2 separate regions of the Mus musculus genome follow, and region 1 is linked to region 2. The links are chromatin contacts, called in public promoter capture Hi-C maps. All regions are on one chromosome and are shown on one strand. Each heading gives the region's core, a stretch centred on a gene start, on an enhancer-like site or on the middle of the called end of the contact. The rest is flanking DNA. Distances are from core to core; before and after follow the strand shown. Region 1 holds the start of Polr3g (polymerase (RNA) III (DNA directed) polypeptide G). Region 2 holds the start of Slf1 (SMC5-SMC6 complex localization factor 1).

Region 1 (2,700 bases), core at 135-2,634, 4.6 Mb after region 2:
TGTAGGTCCAAAGGACTCTAGAGCCTGCCACAAGCCAGATAGTCATCTCTGAATTCTTTCTGAGCTTATGGCCAAGAAACAACACTGTGCCATCTTACCGAGTGGCCCCCTTCTGCAGCAAAAACAAAGTACAGAGGGCACTGTGTTTCTCTGCAGAAAATGCATTCGATAAGGCCAGTGCAATCATTCACTAGTCCATCTATAAGTAGAATCCAATTTTTGCATTTTTTTTGCATTATATAACAAGTATTTGTGTACAGGTGTTAGCTTCCTCAGATTCTCGAGAACTCACATCAGACTTTTTTTTGTTTTTAAACAGTTTTCTGCTTGTCACACACCATTTAGCTGAGGCACTCGTGCTAAGAATGGTCCCAACTGCATAACCGATGAGATTAGCAAAATACTCAAAAGGGCAGTGACCTGCTCCTACACCCACCAGAGAGTTTTGGAGTGTTGGAAGTACAGTTCTCCCTCTAGGAAACTTATTAGGAGATACCACAGTAAGAATCTTCCTAATTATCCTTTATAATGCTCTCCCGTGGGTCTCTTTATAATTTCTGAAGGTTAGTCAAATTCTCAAAGGGATTTCTTAATCCGAAATAGATGTATCAATAGCTAGTGGTTGGGTGCAAGCGCAGGGACTTGATACTGACAGTGGGGGTGATTTCTGGTGGCTTGCAAGGCCACACCCAGTCCCTATCCACTTTTCATGTCCCCTCAAAGTGCTCCGCCTTTCCTTAAGCTCTAACTTTCTCTGCTCTCTTCAAAGAGCAAAGAACCACCCAGAACTATGACGGCCATTTAGGTTTTTCTTTTTAAAGAAAAATTTTATCACCAACCCCTCTCCTCACTATCAAGGGTGCCAACAATTAAGAAAACAGAAGCGACGGTAAGTATGCCCTTATCAGCAAACTGCCGCCAAACTTTGAATGAAGAAAAAACACAGTCGTCAGATTTGCATAGTCTTCTCTTGTAAGAGGATAAACTCCCTTCTTTCTCACTGAGAACAAACCCACCGGAAAGCTGGGAGATCTGGCTACGAAAACTTTAAACGGTTTGGAAGACCGCAGCAGCAGCTTTGGGGAGGTAGGGATACTTCCCAAAGTCACTCCAGAGGGGCTTTCATGAATGTTGGCTCCGGATACCCGGCCACCACGTTCTCCACGTGCCCCATCAACTCCCTTCTACCCTCTTCACCTCCTGCCCAGAACGGGATAGCTTCCAGTTACCTGCTAGCCAAGTCTCGAGGCTTGAGCACACGGTGCAGCAGAGGAAGCAAGAAAGCCGGCAGCCCCTCCAGCAAGGAGCCGCAGATTCTACCTCCGGAGTAGCGCGCCCCACACCGCACGCGGCTACGGCGCAGCAGAGCGCACTGGAAGCCCCGCCCACTCCCGCGAGGCCACACCCCCGGAAGAGAGCTTTTTAGCCCTTGGCAGGCGCCGTAGTCAGCCTCCAACAGGCTCGGCCTCACTCTGGGCTCCGGCGGCGAGTGCACAGCCCCCCGCTGCCCGTGTGGGGGCGGTCCTGTGTGTCGCTTCCCACGCATCTCTCCCGGCCCCTGCAGTAGAACCCCGAGCAGGGCAGCATTGCCCGGTGTCTCCTCCCCGCTTCAGCAGCCTGCGTTACTGCCTTGGTGCTGCGGCTGCAGAAGCTGCGGCAACTGGGGTGCAGCCTGCGCTCTGCGGCTCGGACGGGAGGGCGCGGAACAGGTGATCTGGGCAGTGTCGCAGCGTCCTATCCACGCTCCCTTCCGCATCCCCGCCCCTCGATCGCACCTCCTCCGGAGCTGAGAGTAGCTCCTCCGGCTCTGCAGCAACAGCAGCAGCAGCAGCAGCAGCGAGTCCTGGACTGCCTGTGGGAGGCACACCCACCTAGCCCGGCCGCACCCCTGCGCAGCAGCATGTCGGCGCTCGAGTGGTATGCCCACAAGTCTCTGGGCGATGGCATCTTCTGGATTCAAGAACGGTTCTACGAGTCAGGCAACCGGGCCAACATTTGGCTGGTGCGCGGCTCGGAGCAGGACGTGGTGATAGACACTGGCCTGGGGCTGCGCAGCCTTCCGGAGTACCTCTACTCCTCTGGCCTCTTGCAGGATTGCGGGTCTAAAGAGGATGCAGGACGCCGGCCACTGCTGGCCGTGGCCACCCACGTGCACTTCGATCACTCCGGCGGTCTCTATCAGTTCGACCAGGTGGCTGTGCACCGCGCCGAGGCCGAGGCCCTGGCTCGCGGGGACAACTTTGAGACCGTGACCTGGCTTTCTGACAGCGAGGTGGTGCGGGCGCCCAGCCCTGGCTGGAGGGCCAGGCAGTTCCGAGTGCAGGCAGTGCAACCCACCCTCATTCTGCAGGATGGTAATGGGCCCCGCGGGCGTGCGCTGTCACTGAGGGAGGGGCTTGGAGAGCGTGTACAGCATGTTACAGACCTCCTTGGCACTGTTGGGGTACAGTGCGGGAATACTCTGTTTCACCCTTTGCTGCGTGGAAGTCAGCTTAAGCAGAGACTAGGCCCTGGCAGGCTTCTCTGTCCGGAGATGCGCGCTGCTGCTGTGTGGCTGTCTCTTTGAAAGCTCACACCATCCCCAGTCAGTCAGCTACAGTAGTAACACTGCAGAGACTTGTGACTGGAGATTTTCCATTCTTTTCCCAAGTACCGGTTGAACATTTTCAGCTTTTGTAACGAGTAGGCTTTTAAGCAATG
Region 2 (2,700 bases), core at 50-2,549:
TGGAATTTTAACTGCTCTTTATTTTGATTATGAAAAGGAATTACAACAGACTACTGTTTCATACACCAACATGATCTAAGCTTTCTGCTTTACAAAAGCAAAAATATTCTAAATCATATCATTGATTTTCACCCAAGTCAATGAAGCATGAGAAAAATCTCGACTAAGAAAACAGGTCTAACTGAAGTTTAGTTGCTTATTGAAGACTGTCTCACATTAAGATATATCTAAACATTTGAGTGTTTCAACATCCTAGGTCGTGAAATTCTTAATGTTACCTTACAAATAATCAAATTTCTTCTCACACAAATCTACCCAAATGATCAAGCTATGTTTTGAACACCTAGAATAAACAAGAATCATTCCATTCACAGCAACAGCTTGAAAACCAATATAAGACCTGGGTCGTGATTGAATTCAAGTCATTTCCAATGTTTCAAAGGAATTTTTTCTCTTATTTATTTATCTATTTTCCTCTGTAGAGGATAGTCATTTTTCACAAAAGAGCTTGGGGAATTGAAAATCAATTTCGATCAACCACAGGTCCCAAATCCCGATTTGGAGTATTAAGGTAAATGAGTATCAATTTAGCCAGACCTTGAAAACGCAATACATTTCTGTCACTTAGAGTTGTCCTGGTGCTCAGGAACCCCAGGAACACAAACCCTTCCTTTAGGAGAGGTGCTCGCGCGCTGCTGTTCAAAGCCTACAATACCGCTGAGATAAAAAGCTCATTTTCATTTCGGTGTGAAAAACAATTCTACTCGAGAGAAAGAATGTCTCGTTTTTCATCTTAATGAAAGGCAGGCCCTGGGAATCCCTGCCACCTTCATGGAAGCTAAGGTTTGTAGGCATCCAAGAACTGGCACGGGGTGAGGCGTCCTAGGCGGTTCTATGGAAACGGGAGACGCGAGCGGCCTAGCGCCCGGAGCCCCGGCAGCGGGCAGCGGCCTGGGCGCGCTGCGGGGCTCGCCAGGGACCTGTCTGCCCAGAAGGGCCGGGCAGGCCGAGATCGGAGGGCCCGGCCATCGGCACGGGCGCGGGCCCCGAGTTCACCTTGAAGGAACCAAGGCTGTGAAAGCACGAGCGCCAAGCGCCTCCGCGGCCCAGAGAGGACGGCCGGGAAGTCAGAGGCGCTGCCTGAGAACGCGGTAAATGGCGTCTTCCGAGCTGAGGCGCTTTACCTTCCCGGCCGAAGCTTCTGGGCTGGTTTCGTCTTGCGAAGCTGCCGGTGGTGGCGGTAGGGGCGACGACTACCACCGTAGGACTCCCTGCTCCAATAAACTAGGTTCTAGGAAACAATTTCCCGCCGCGCGCTCGGCGTTCCCGGAAGCAGTTTACCAGTTCCGGGTGGTTGTCAGTGACGCTCTCGAGCGGTCGCCAGGGCTGCCTGAGATGCCGACTATTTGGTTCTGGCCAGCGCGTCAGGCCCTTGCAGGATCAGCGCCATAGACGGAGATTGGTAAGTGACTTTTCCCTCTCTTCCCGGTGTTTTCGGCCTGCCAGCTACCTGCCGAATGTGGATAGGACCGAGAAGTGAGCAGACAGAAGTTGGCCCCCTAAATCCCCATCCTTTCCTCTGGTGCCTGATCCTCCTTGAGGCTGGAGAAGGCCCTGGGATCCGGCTCACTGTCTTCATTCGCTTGACTTACCTCCAACGTGGAAGTCGATCTTAGCCGAAGACAACTGGTTCTGTGCAGTGTTTCTACCCTGTCTATTCGCAGGGTTTGGTCTCCCTGTTTCTTGAAAGTTACATTATGTACCCTTTACTGAATACTGTTAAAATAGTTGGGGGTTCACTTGGGAGGGCAAGCAGGCAGCTGAAGACGGCGGCTTTTGCATGCATTCAGAATGGGACATTCCTGATTTTCAATTAATTGAACTTTTCTCCTTCAGTTTTAATTAAAAATGGCTTCTGTTTTTGTTTTTTTTGTTTTTTGTTTTTTTTCTGCTATGCATTACTGAGACGCTATCATTCCTATAACGGTATGCATCAGCTTTAGATACACGTTTTATGTTGTGGAAATCATTGATTAGAATCAGGTACACTTTCAGTAAGGAATGTTCTGACTTTACTATGAACTCACTGCGAATAGTTCAGGATAATTTTGGGTGGGGATTTGGAGTTACCCAGAGGAGTTGTAAAGAGAAATTGCTTTTGACAAATGTCTAGTTCGAGGAAAGATGCTCATTTATTCAAAGACGCAAAAAGTGTTACTCTTTCTTGACCAATGCAGTTTCCTCGGGGGAGTTCACTCATCCTCTTATTATTTGTTGATCACCTTTTCCCATTTCTCCAAATCAGTCAATCTCAAAAGACGTCTAGAGTGTACCATAAATTAAAATATAATATTAGGACTAGAGAGATGGTACACTGATTAAGAGCTCTCTGCTCTTCCAGAGGTCACTAATTCAATTCCCAGCACCCACATGGCAGCTCACAACTATCTGTAACTCTAGTAACATGAGATTCAGTGACCTCTTCGGGTGTGCAGGTATACATGCAGATGAAACACCATGTACATAAAATATATGCATAAACAAATCTTTTTAAAAAGAAAAATGTCATATATTCAATTAAAGGGACCTGAAGCATCAGACAAGCGCCCCTTTGCCTTTTGAGAGTAAAACTATATTTAGAAAAGCATGTTGATCTTTTTAACTGCCTGTTTGATTAATCACTGAACTTTTATAGTTTCT

Evidence for each region. Promoter capture Hi-C pulls out the DNA fragments that hold promoters and counts their contacts.
Region 1: a promoter capture Hi-C map of pre-B cells shows a contact between it and region 2. The contact joins the promoter of Polr3g here to the promoter of Slf1 in region 2. A contact is called at or near these places in 2 of 39 promoter capture datasets (liver and pre-B cells).

Annotation. Positions count from the first base shown.
Region 1 is chr13:81,709,629-81,712,328 of GRCm38.p6, forward strand. Polr3g (polymerase (RNA) III (DNA directed) polypeptide G) reads right to left here and starts at 1,385. Exons shown (of 8, transcript NM_001081176.1): 1 at 1,230-1,385. It overlaps Mblac2 (metallo-beta-lactamase domain containing 2), which reads left to right and starts at 1,789. Exons shown (of 2, transcript NM_028372.1): 1 at 1,789-2,354. The coding sequence starts at 1,901.
Region 2 is chr13:77,134,169-77,136,868 of GRCm38.p6, forward strand. Slf1 (SMC5-SMC6 complex localization factor 1) reads right to left here and starts at 1,300. Exons shown (of 21, transcript NM_134071.3): 1 at 1,185-1,300. 2210408I21Rik (RIKEN cDNA 2210408I21 gene) reads left to right here and starts at 1,368. Exons shown (of 20, transcript NM_001145676.1): 1 at 1,368-1,462.